Linked DNA regions of Sus scrofa: all the other regions are linked to region 1. Evidence: chromatin contacts called from public HiChIP or PLAC-seq data. All regions are on one chromosome and are shown on one strand. The core of a region is the stretch at or near the end of the contact, and the rest is flanking DNA. Distances in the headings are between cores, read along the strand shown. Region 1 has its middle 61 kb from the start of ZNF236. Region 2 overlaps ZNF516 (zinc finger protein 516). Region 3 overlaps ZNF516 (zinc finger protein 516).

Region 1 (3,415 bases), core at 360-2,859:
TGAGAATTAAGTTTCTCTGTTTCTTTCAAACAGATGTTCCAGCTAGAAGTATCTTGTATGCAAAATATCACCAAAGAAATTGATGCCCAGAAAAGTAATGGGATTGTTGAAGGTCATATGGCTAAAAATCTCAGAGTCAGGACCAGGATCCAGGTCTCCCGATTCTCTGACTAGGGTTTTTTGCATAACAGTAGGGATGAGGGTGTTGCTATTGCTGGGTAACAAAGTAGTCACACACTTAGTAGCTTAAAAAAGAGTCATATATATTGCTATATTTCTGTGGATCAGCAATTTAGACTGGGCTCTACGAAGATGATTTTCTGAGTTGAGTTCTCTTGTGTCTCTGTGGTCAGCTATGGGTCAGCTCTCCTGTGCCCGCACCCTGCAGCATACACTCTGAGGCTTGTTTTCATGGCAGAGGCCCTAAGAGAGTGGAAATATCTAAGACCTCATGAGGCTTATATACTCAGGGCTATCAGATCATCACTACCCCATATTCGATGGTCAGAGAGAGCTGAAGGGCCAGCCCAGATTTGAAGGGTGAAGATCGACTCTGCCTCCTAAGGGGAGGAGCTGCAGTGTCACAGTGGAAAGGGCAAAGATGAAGAAAGACCTGGAGGATGGGAACCCTGTTTGCAAGCACGCCACCAAGTTGTCATGTTATGTTTTCCCCACTTTCCAAACAACTACTTTGGTATCATTTTGACCTGGTCGTTTGGAATATCGCGGCACTGTTAGAGCATAAAGATAAAAAAAGGAATGTTTGTCATGAAACCTTAAAAAGCTTTCCCAAGATATGTGCAGCACATTTGGAGCCCAACCATATTAGGTCAGAACTTATCCCATTAAAAAATAAATTTGTCACATCAGAGAAATTAATCACCATGACCATTTTACTCTCATTATTTGAAGTATGTTACACACAGAGGGTTGGTGGTTTTCTCTTCTTTACTGCTCTTTTGGAAAGTTCTGCAGCTGTGTCCGGCACCATTCGGAGTATGTGTCACTGGTGTCTTTTTTTTTTTTTTTTTTTTTACTTATTTTGTATGTGTGCCTTTTCCCCCTTTTATTATGTCTGTAATTTTTCCATCTCACACAATAAACAAATGAAGAGGAGGGATTTACAGGTCATAAAAATAGCGGGCCATAAATAAAGTTAAACATGGTAAACTTCCTCCTGATATTTCCACAAGAGTGTGTCCTTGGAGATGAAGGGTGGTCCGTGGTACAGGGCTGATGTGCCTCTCTTTGCTGTGACTACAGCCTGTGGCTGCAGAGACAGCCCAGCAGGGGCACTTGTGAGTGCTGGGGAGAGAGCAACTTCTATATTTAGCAACTTCTGGCTTCAGCCAAATATAAAATGGATTTAGGATGTGGGTTGAGGACAAGGAAGGGAGCACGCACATGTTAATATTTCATTTGTTCTTTCCTGAATCAGCAGCTTTGTGTGGAAAATGACCTTCTGTGACTTTCCTGTTTGTAGTCAAAGATCGGCATGGAGAGAAAAGACACTAATGTGGAACTCTGCTGACTTATTACACCAGGCATTTCATGCAGTCTATGTGGGCATGCTGGCCCAGCCTCTGCCTCCTGCAGCAAAGTCTCCACCTCTGAGCAATGGCGAGGGAGCGCCTGCCAAGGGGGCCCAGGATTCTGAGGGATGAAGCTGAGCATCCTGGGCGCCTTCCATGGTAGAAATCCATGATGTGGCTGAGAATGTTTATAATAACTAAAATAAGCATGGAGTTCAGAACTATAGGTTTCAGTAAAAAGCACTTTAGAAACATCCTGTACCAGAAACTCCTGTCCAAAGGGAACAGGATACGAAGAAAAGTGGAAACCCTATTGTTTACTTGGGGGTATGAAAAGAAATAGGTCAGTGATTTGTTTCCATAGCGACTATTATTGAAATAAGACAAACTGACACCAGTACTGAGTTATTCTGCTATTCAAGCCCTTTTAAAAGATCACTTTAATCCGAGTTAGTTCTTGAATATAAACAAGAAGATCAAGTTATCTTGCACAATAATTATCCTTTGCCACCTGCAAATGAGACTTAAAAAATAATAAAGTTAAAATAATCCACATTCATGCCATACCCAATTATGGGTTTAAATATAACATGGGTTTTAGATATAGGAATCATGTCCCTGGTATTTGCAATTTAATTCTAGTTCTTTTTTTTTTTTTTTTTTTGTCTTTTTGCCATTTCTTGGGCCACTCCCGTGGCATATGGAGGTTCCCAGGCTAGGGGTTAATCGGAGCTGTAGCCACCGGCCTACGCCAGAGCCACAGCAACGCGGGATCCGAGCCGTGTCTGTGACCTACACCACAGCTCACGGCAACGCCGGATCGTTAACCCACTGAGCAAGGGCAGGGATCGAACCCGCAACCTCATGGTTCCTAGTCGGATTCGTTAACCACTGCGCCACGACGGGAACTCCTAATTCTAGTTCTTAAAGTAATATTTGTTCTTGCTTTTCCTCCAAACTACAGAGCACTTATTTGCTGTTGTTGACCTCTGCAACCATGTGACAGGAGTCTGGGTTGTAAACCTGGGCCGTGAAGCTGACTCCTGGATGACCAGTTTTAATTTGACCTTCCAATCTGAGAGCAAGGAATGCGCTTTGCACACAGGAGTCCAATCGCTTCAGCCTTTTTGACCATTGAGTTGAATTACTGCCTGGTGATGCCTTCTGACATGATCAATATCCATTTTCAAGAAAATTAAGGTGTCCTCGGTGGCCAGGTTCAGCCTGTGCTTGTGGAGACACTTCCCAGTTAGGGGGGACAGAGAAAGAAACTGCTGTTTGGCCCCCTCCCTGCTCCTCTTCTCCTGCGGAATCTGGGTCGGAAGGATCCTGTTCCCTGTGGTAGGTTTTCTGTCTGGACCATTTCTTTGGCTCAGCTCTTAACTTTTGTAAACACAACTTAAGTGGGTCCGTTCTCAACCATGAGATGTGGAAATCAAGTCTCATCCTTTGTTCCAGACTCTTGGGGCCGAGGATGGAGGGGCTATGCGTGCAAGCGTGAGTGTGCTTACGTGTGTGCGGGAGAGTGTGTGAATGTGCATGAGTGTGAATGAATGTGAGACTGGATGTGTGTGAATGCAGGAGTGTGAGTGTGTGCACGTGGATGTGAATGTGAGATGGGATGTGTGTAGATTCAAGAGTGTGTTTGAGTGTGCACGATTGGGTGTGCTCGAACGATCTCCAGCAGGGAGAACACAGCAGGGGACGTGGACCTTCCCCAAGAGGGGTTCCTGGGCACAGGGACACCTTGGGGATGGTCCAGCACCTACCCTCAGATTTCTGGGTCTGGACCCCAGCCCCTCCCTGTCAGCAAGACAATCCGGGTCATTCTCCCGGGCTTTCAGCAATTTTCCTTCTATTGGACCGCCTCACAGGCATGTGGA
Region 2 (3,415 bases), core at 319-2,818, 220 kb before region 1:
CCTAGCACCAAACTGAAACTCCCAGCTCGGCCCCACTTCACCCTTCAGAAAAGGATAGCCTTTGTTTCCATAGAGAATAGTAAAAACTTGCTTCTAATGGTCCAGTATCTACCAAGGGCGATTCAGTTCCACGATCAGAAAAATCTCTTTAAGAGAAGTGTTTTAAAGCTCTCTCACTCATGGTGCGTGCAATGTGAACGAGAACAATGATAATAATGACGATGATGAAGTCTCAGGGATAGGGAAACCAGACAGAACCAGAACAACGGGTGACAGCTAAATAATCCTGTTTTAAAAGTTTTATAAATAAACATATATTGTACTCCCTATGTTGTTCCTGCTCCTTCTTCTGCCTGACTGAATACACTATACAAGTTTTCATTTGAAGTAATCTATTAACATAATTAACCTGCAAAAGTATAACCCCTTTGCCTTCCTGGAAACATATGTATCTTAGCACTTTGGAAGCCGGATTTTAATTTTAGAAGAAAAACAATTACAAATTAAATACAGGACTTCTGACGAAACAGATTTAACCATGTTCCACAAGAAAAGTTAAAGCTTAAAATCTGAGAAATAATTTTATTTCAAGAATGTTCCTATTCAGAGTACAAAACCAACAATTTAAAGCTTACTCAAATACCTCGAGTTTCCACCCAAGTATCCAGTTACTAAACAGTAGATTGTCCCGCCCTGAAACATAATCACATTGTAAAAATCTAGAACTTACTAACTGCTGCCTCACTGACGCAACCATAAATAGTTGTCACTCGGGTTGTTTGCGACTTTTTTAAAAATCAAATCCATGCTGAAGTGAATAGAATTTAAGCCTATTTTCACGGCTACCATTCATGTTATACACCTTCCTTCACCCCCAAATCCTAACAGTAAACTGTAAGTTGTCTGTTTGACAAAAGGCCAACAAATGTAATAGTAAAATCATTACACAAAATTGTACAAATCAAGCTCAGGAGAGTAATGAACATTTACAAAGGCAGAAAGTAAATCGAATGTTGTAAAGAACTGTGGAAGCAGATGTTGGAAAGAAGGTATTTACATTCCTTTTAGACTGTACTAAGTCATTGAGGAGGTAAGGGTAAGAAATAGCACAGGGATGCTTAGCACGCAATGTTTGGTATTATCCTCCAATCCTACTGCTCCCTTAAGGACCAGGTGTCTAGAAGGGCAGCACTTAAACCACCTTTGTTTTTCCTTTCACGGGATGCATTTTAAAAAACCAATATCAGAGCCTGACTTTGGAACAGAAGTAACCCTGTAAACCTCGAACATAAAAACAATTACTATAGATACAAACTAGCACTCATGTCGTTTAAAAGTTTTTCTGCTGCTTAATGATCCCAAAATACAAAACCCAAGTTCTATCTATGTATTTACAAGCAAATTATTATGATCCTTAAAAGGGGGGGGGCATTTATCAGTCACGTCTCCAGATCTAAAATCGGGCACGTGCTGACCTGCAGAACAAAGGCCACTTTGGAGCCCCGTACTGGAAGCGCGGAGGGAGGGCTGGCCTGTCCCCGGAGCTGCGGCTTCCGGCGCCGTGTGCCAACACCACCACTAGATGGCGCCGGCTCACAGCCCACGACCGGGTTCCCTGCACCCGCTCATCGTGTGTGGTCCGGGATTTCAGAAACCCGGCTGAGGAGGCATCTTCTTTTAAACAGCAGGTATTTATTAGCAAAAGAGGGACGCCCAGAACTTGCTGTAAACCCACGTCAATACAGCTGTGCTATTTCTCTTGAACCAACGTGATCCGTACAGAGAAAATGTAGTTGAAATGGATGCAAGGTCATCAAAAAGATTTTAAAGTGTCTTACATTCTGATATGTCTATTTTCAGGGGTTAACGTGAGGAGGGCTTCAAACTAGTGATACACTTGAATTCGGTGGCTAAATTGAACTTGGATGAAATGATGCATTTATGGCATTCGACTTTGGGGTAAGATTACAGGCAACATCTTCAAACGTCCTGTTTTTGGACAAAAACACACAGAAACCAGGTTTCAAAGGGGAAATAGCCCACATGGCCTGACCTTCCTCGTCTGTTATACACAGAACTTTATGTTAAAATCAACATTCTTTTCACTCCTGGGTCCTTGACACATGTGTCCTCAGATAAGGCGGCAGAAGTGTTTCCAGGCACTGGGCAAGATGTGCTATCTGCATCCCACAAACTTAAACCTTTATGATGTCATGACGCTGACTCGACACAATAAACACGCCTCCTGGCTTCATTCAACATCCTCCCACCAATGTGGAACCAGGACTGTCCTGACCTTGTCCTGAGTTAACTGAACTACCAAGGCCTGAGCACAAGGTGGGAACCAGGGGGGAGATTAATCAGGCAGCACCAGCTGGTTTGGCTGGTAATCTCACCCTCACCAGAAGCCAGCGTGGCTGCCATGATCCTGTAGCCTTTTATGGTTATACATGTATAAATGAGTATGAAATACAGAGATTTTCTCTATTGCTTCCACGAAGAGTTCAACCTACCACACGAATTTTAAATCTCACAAGTTTCACTCCACCAGAGACACTTAATGGAAAGAATTATTTCATGTTTTACTTAATAATTTAAGTAAAACTTCCCAAATCACATCGCTAAACTGTCTCTGGAATCTCAGGCAGGCTGCCCAGGCTTGCCGTACAATGGGTTGTAGTTACACTGTTGTTCATGAAAATGCAAAACAAAAACAAACCCTCAAAGCATAAAGGCATTTCTTCTTCATGAACTTCTTCATTCTTCGGTTTTCAGTTTTCTCTCCTTTTTTACATAAAGGGGAAATATTCCCCTTTGTTGCATGGCTTTAGTTTTCTCCAGGTTTATAGCTCACCTTCAATTTAACAAGTTTTTAAAAAGTCCAGAAAAGAATTACAACTCAATGGAGCAATGCCACTCAGAAAAATCTTGGGAAAGCCCCAATTACGAACGTTTATTTTTTCAGTCCTTTAGTCATATTTCTATTTTGAGGAGTTACAGTGTCATATTTCTGTGACTGTTTTCCAAGAGCTCGGTTGGCTAACTGGGAGCTGTGAAGCTATGAATTAAAAATGTTGAAAGCTCAAGTAAAGGGTTTTCCGTCAAACTCTATCAAATGGGCTGGAAAAGAAAGGCCCTCAGCCCGGTCCCTCCACCTCCACTGGCCCGTCCCCAGCCTGGAGAGAGATCCGGAGCAAAGGGGAAGGGGCCGGCCACCTCTTCCATTCAGGCGGGAGCTTCAGGCCATGCTCAGCTCTGAAGGGCGATACAACATCCATACTCCTTGCACGGCTGCAAGTGGGCAGCTGCTCCGTGGGGATGTGCACGTGCACGTTGTGGGAGGAGGCGGCGGCCATCCCGGGGTGGGGACAGCTCTCTGAGGACCCATTTTGAGGACACAAAAGCCACATCTCAG
Region 3 (3,415 bases), core at 366-2,865, 180 kb before region 1:
CGCTTTCTGCCCAGCTGCTGGGCAGACCGGGGGCACAGGCCCTTGGGTGCCGGCCTGGCCGTCTGTCTCAGCAAACTGCCCATTTGTCCTCTTGCACACAATGCAGTGGGCCTTCCCCTGTGACACTGCAGTATTATGAGCCATGAATTAAAATACACCATTAACATCCTGCACAAGCTTATCTACTGCGGAGACAAAAAGCCCATTCTTCGAACAAATGGGGAGAAATTCCATGACAACAATGAGGAGTTCCTCTCCCCACATGCCAATCTGCCTCAGATTAACAATCCCAGGCTCAGAGTCCCTAGACCTGGGTCCCCAGCCGCCCCATGAAGTGGCGCATTCACAGCTCGGGGAGCGAGGGCGCTGATGGCAGGGCCAATCAATAATCCATTATAAGCAAACCTTGGTTCCACTCTAACAAGGAGAAATGAACGCAGCAGCCAGAATCGCTGCATTCACCGCCCTGCTCCAGCCCCGCCCCCACTTGGGGGCGGGGCACAGACCCCCTCTCCCGGGGCGTGGGGTGCAGCACTCGAGCCCCACTGACCGGTTTCTGAGCAGCCCTGGAGAACAATGTGCTGGGACATTTCTGCCAAAAGCACTCGTTTTCAAGGTAAGCCTCAAAAATGCTTTGTACAGGACATGAGGTGACAAAATTCCATCCTTCAACAAAGCTTCCTTTTAATTTCTTAGCGCCCCCACCCCCAATAAATCAACGCCAGTGCCAACGGGGGGGGGGGCGCACATGTAACTCACTGTCCCTAATAAGGGTTTATTATGCAAACTCGGCACAATCACAATCGTTTAAAAGCAAGACTCCCTTCGATTCTGTACCTCACTTACAGCAGAAACACAGAGGTGACCTAAACGTTAATCAGCAAGTAGCTTCTCGTTGATAAAGTAGTTTACCACCATGTGTCAAAAACCCAACACACGCCTGGCCGAGGACAGACAGACACCATCTTCACCTTCCGACAGAACAAACCCTAACAGCAAAGACAGTTCACGACACACTTGCTAAACAAAATACAAATTAACATTAATGTACAAGCTCTCTCCTCCTACTAAAATATAAACGTTCGTAGTCCAATCTGATCTTACAGGGAGGGAACCAAAAAAAAAGCAGATGAACACACAACATAATTATTGATTACATTCAGAAAAGGCCAAGAATGAAGGAGGGAGGATGTGTCAGTTTTCTTTCCCCTGCCACGAATAACAGATCCTGGCAAGTCCAAAATGGTTCTGGAGACTTTAATAAAGAGGCATCAAAATAAAACTAAAGGTGCTGGCTTTTTTCTCTCAAGAGGAAAGAAGCGTTGTTTTACTTGCTTTTTCGTCTGCTCTCCATAATGAACACACTACGGATAGCCTTTATTTACTATTTCTGGAGTCTGTAGTGATCTTATCAATCTATTTGTCCTTATAAGAGTGAACTTAACAAAAAAAAAAAAAAAAAAAAAAAGGAAAGAAAGAAAAAAAGGAAAAGCATGGGAGCCAGAGCTGGCTCTGTGATTTTCTGCAGATAGGTGTCCGCTGGAGCCCCTGGCCAGCCACAAAGAGCTGGGATCTGGCAGCAAATCCAGCTTCCTGCAGAGGCCAGCGCTGCCGGCCTAGTTAATGATCTTGTCAACATTTCCACCAAGAGCTGCATTTCCAGAAGCTTAGACCTGCATCTCTCCCAAACGGGGCGACTCCATGAAATCTGTCGTCACCGAGGGGTGCTGGGCGCTTTACAAAAAACAGAGGAAAATAACTCGCTATTCAGACAGGAACCACAAAAGCACAAGTTTTTACTTTCACTCTTTTTACATCCTGCATCAAGCTGATTAAAGCCAACGTTTCCACTAATACAGAAACACTGAAAACTTGGGGAACGCCAGGGAAAATGAAGTCTCATTGATTTCTTTTTTTAAACAAACATGGAACATCAAAAGGCCTTCGATAAACTGCAGGGAAAATGCCATTTAAAAGTGGCTTTATAGGTTTTGACTCAGCCTAAATTCAAAAGTGTAGACACTGCCACCAATGTCCAATAAAAAAAAAATTTTTTTAGAAATTATCAGCAATGAAAACAAAAGAGTCATGGGCAGAAACTCACTGTATTTTCTTGCTATGGAACACTTCCTAGTCAACCAGCCACACCTTTCTGAAATGACTATTAGCTGACTATAAATGTATTTGAATTAAAATTTGTTTCTAGAAATAAAGCTGTATTTTATTCCACATAAATCAACAGCACAGGGCAATATTTACCCCCAACACTCATACACATACACTGACCTGTTTTCCAGCCTCTAACCTAAAACCAACACTTCTCTCTCAGTATAAGAAAACAGATCGAGATTAATACCTATCAAATGTTATCTCTTTCTCCTGTGCTTTTTGTGAGAGCACTTAGAAGTCACCCCACAAAATGAAGGAAAGAATTGTGCCCAAGAAAACAAAGAGAGATGACGACGTGCAATAAGCCGTAAAATATTCTGTTAAACATCACCTTCTGAGGTCGTTCTGTTTAGCACAGAACTCAGCCGCCCAAGACCCCTTTATTAAGAGCACCCAGAGGATAAATACTTCAATAATCAATGTTACTGAATTCTAAGGAAACATGGTCTGTAAAAATACCCTGAATCGAGGACATTTTGGTAGGGTTTGGTAGGTAAGATGTTGTTGGCCATTGTACTAACACCAATCAATACTTTAAGAGGATCAAAAGTCTAAGAGGACAAATCTTCCCCAAACTGTTTTTCTCTATAACGTGCATATACTATACAACCCATTTAAATTTTCCAGCGCCATTACCACCAGTAGCTGCTGTAACCTGACCAAGCCGATCACTAACAACGCAGCACCTCTGAAAAGCAGCTAGACATCTCCGGCTCTTAAGGGGAGTGAACCATCAGAGAATGTTTACAAAGAGCAGTTCTTGACAAGGACATGATGTCACAGGGCTCTAGGAGTCACCCTGCCTTGCTCTCTAAAAATATATTTTCAAGCACAGTGAATGACACGTCACTGCAAGTTCTAAGTTTCGAAGATAAAGGACCCTCTATACTTCCTCTGCAAGGGAAAAAAGATAAACAGGCAAAATTCCACATTAAGTCCCCATAATAAGGTTATTGTGTGATTCTCAAGTTAAGACAATTCTGCACCTGAAGCCATTAGAAATGTTCTTGCAGAAATGAGGAAGGCAGTGTTTTTCTTCCCTAAGCCAGAACATCTTACCCAGCAACAGCTTTTGGAAACAGTAAATATAAAATATAACCAGGCACATTTTTTAATTTGAAAGCGCCTAGCACACCACTCCCCGCCCCGCAACCCCACGGTCCCTGGAGGGAAAAGACAACAAACTTGAAACCGGGTCCCTCTGCCCTCAGCACAGCCTAAGATTATTTGGGAAGAGCTCAGCTCT

Evidence for each region. HiChIP or PLAC-seq counts read pairs in DNA pulled down with a chosen protein or histone mark.
Region 2: an H3K27ac HiChIP or PLAC-seq map of alveolar macrophages shows a contact between it and region 1. The contact joins two enhancer-like sites. A contact is called at or near these places in 1 of 5 promoter capture datasets (liver), 30 of 47 Hi-C or Micro-C datasets (adipocytes, adipose tissue, alveolar macrophages and 17 more) and 2 of 2 datasets of contacts at active chromatin or transcription factors (alveolar macrophages and skeletal muscle).
Region 3: a contact with region 1 is called in an H3K27ac HiChIP or PLAC-seq map of skeletal muscle, with 5 times the contacts expected there. The contact joins two enhancer-like sites. A contact is called at or near these places in 3 of 47 Hi-C or Micro-C datasets (embryonic fibroblasts, liver and skeletal muscle) and 2 of 2 datasets of contacts at active chromatin or transcription factors (alveolar macrophages and skeletal muscle).

What each region holds. Positions count from the first base shown.
Region 1 is chr1:147,841,450-147,844,864 of Sscrofa11.1, reverse strand. No RefSeq gene overlaps it. Among named protein-coding and RNA genes, the nearest start is that of ZNF236, 61 kb to the right of the region's middle. Within about 2 kb of position 1,609, at least 15 of the 83 cell types and tissues checked have an H3K27ac peak or open chromatin away from gene starts, as enhancers often do. A contact at or near this core is called in alveolar macrophages and skeletal muscle, where this site is marked.
Region 2 is chr1:148,064,319-148,067,733 of Sscrofa11.1, reverse strand. The region is part of intron 2 of ZNF516 (zinc finger protein 516); the gene reads right to left. Among named protein-coding and RNA genes, the nearest start is that of ZNF516, 78 kb to the right of the region's middle. Within about 2 kb of position 1,568, at least 25 of the 83 cell types and tissues checked have an H3K27ac peak or open chromatin away from gene starts, as enhancers often do. A contact at or near this core is called in alveolar macrophages, where this site is marked.
Region 3 is chr1:148,021,426-148,024,840 of Sscrofa11.1, reverse strand. The region is part of intron 1 of ZNF516 (zinc finger protein 516); the gene reads right to left. Among named protein-coding and RNA genes, the nearest start is that of ZNF516, 35 kb to the right of the region's middle. Within about 2 kb of position 1,615, at least 36 of the 83 cell types and tissues checked have an H3K27ac peak or open chromatin away from gene starts, as enhancers often do. A contact at or near this core is called in alveolar macrophages and skeletal muscle, where this site is marked.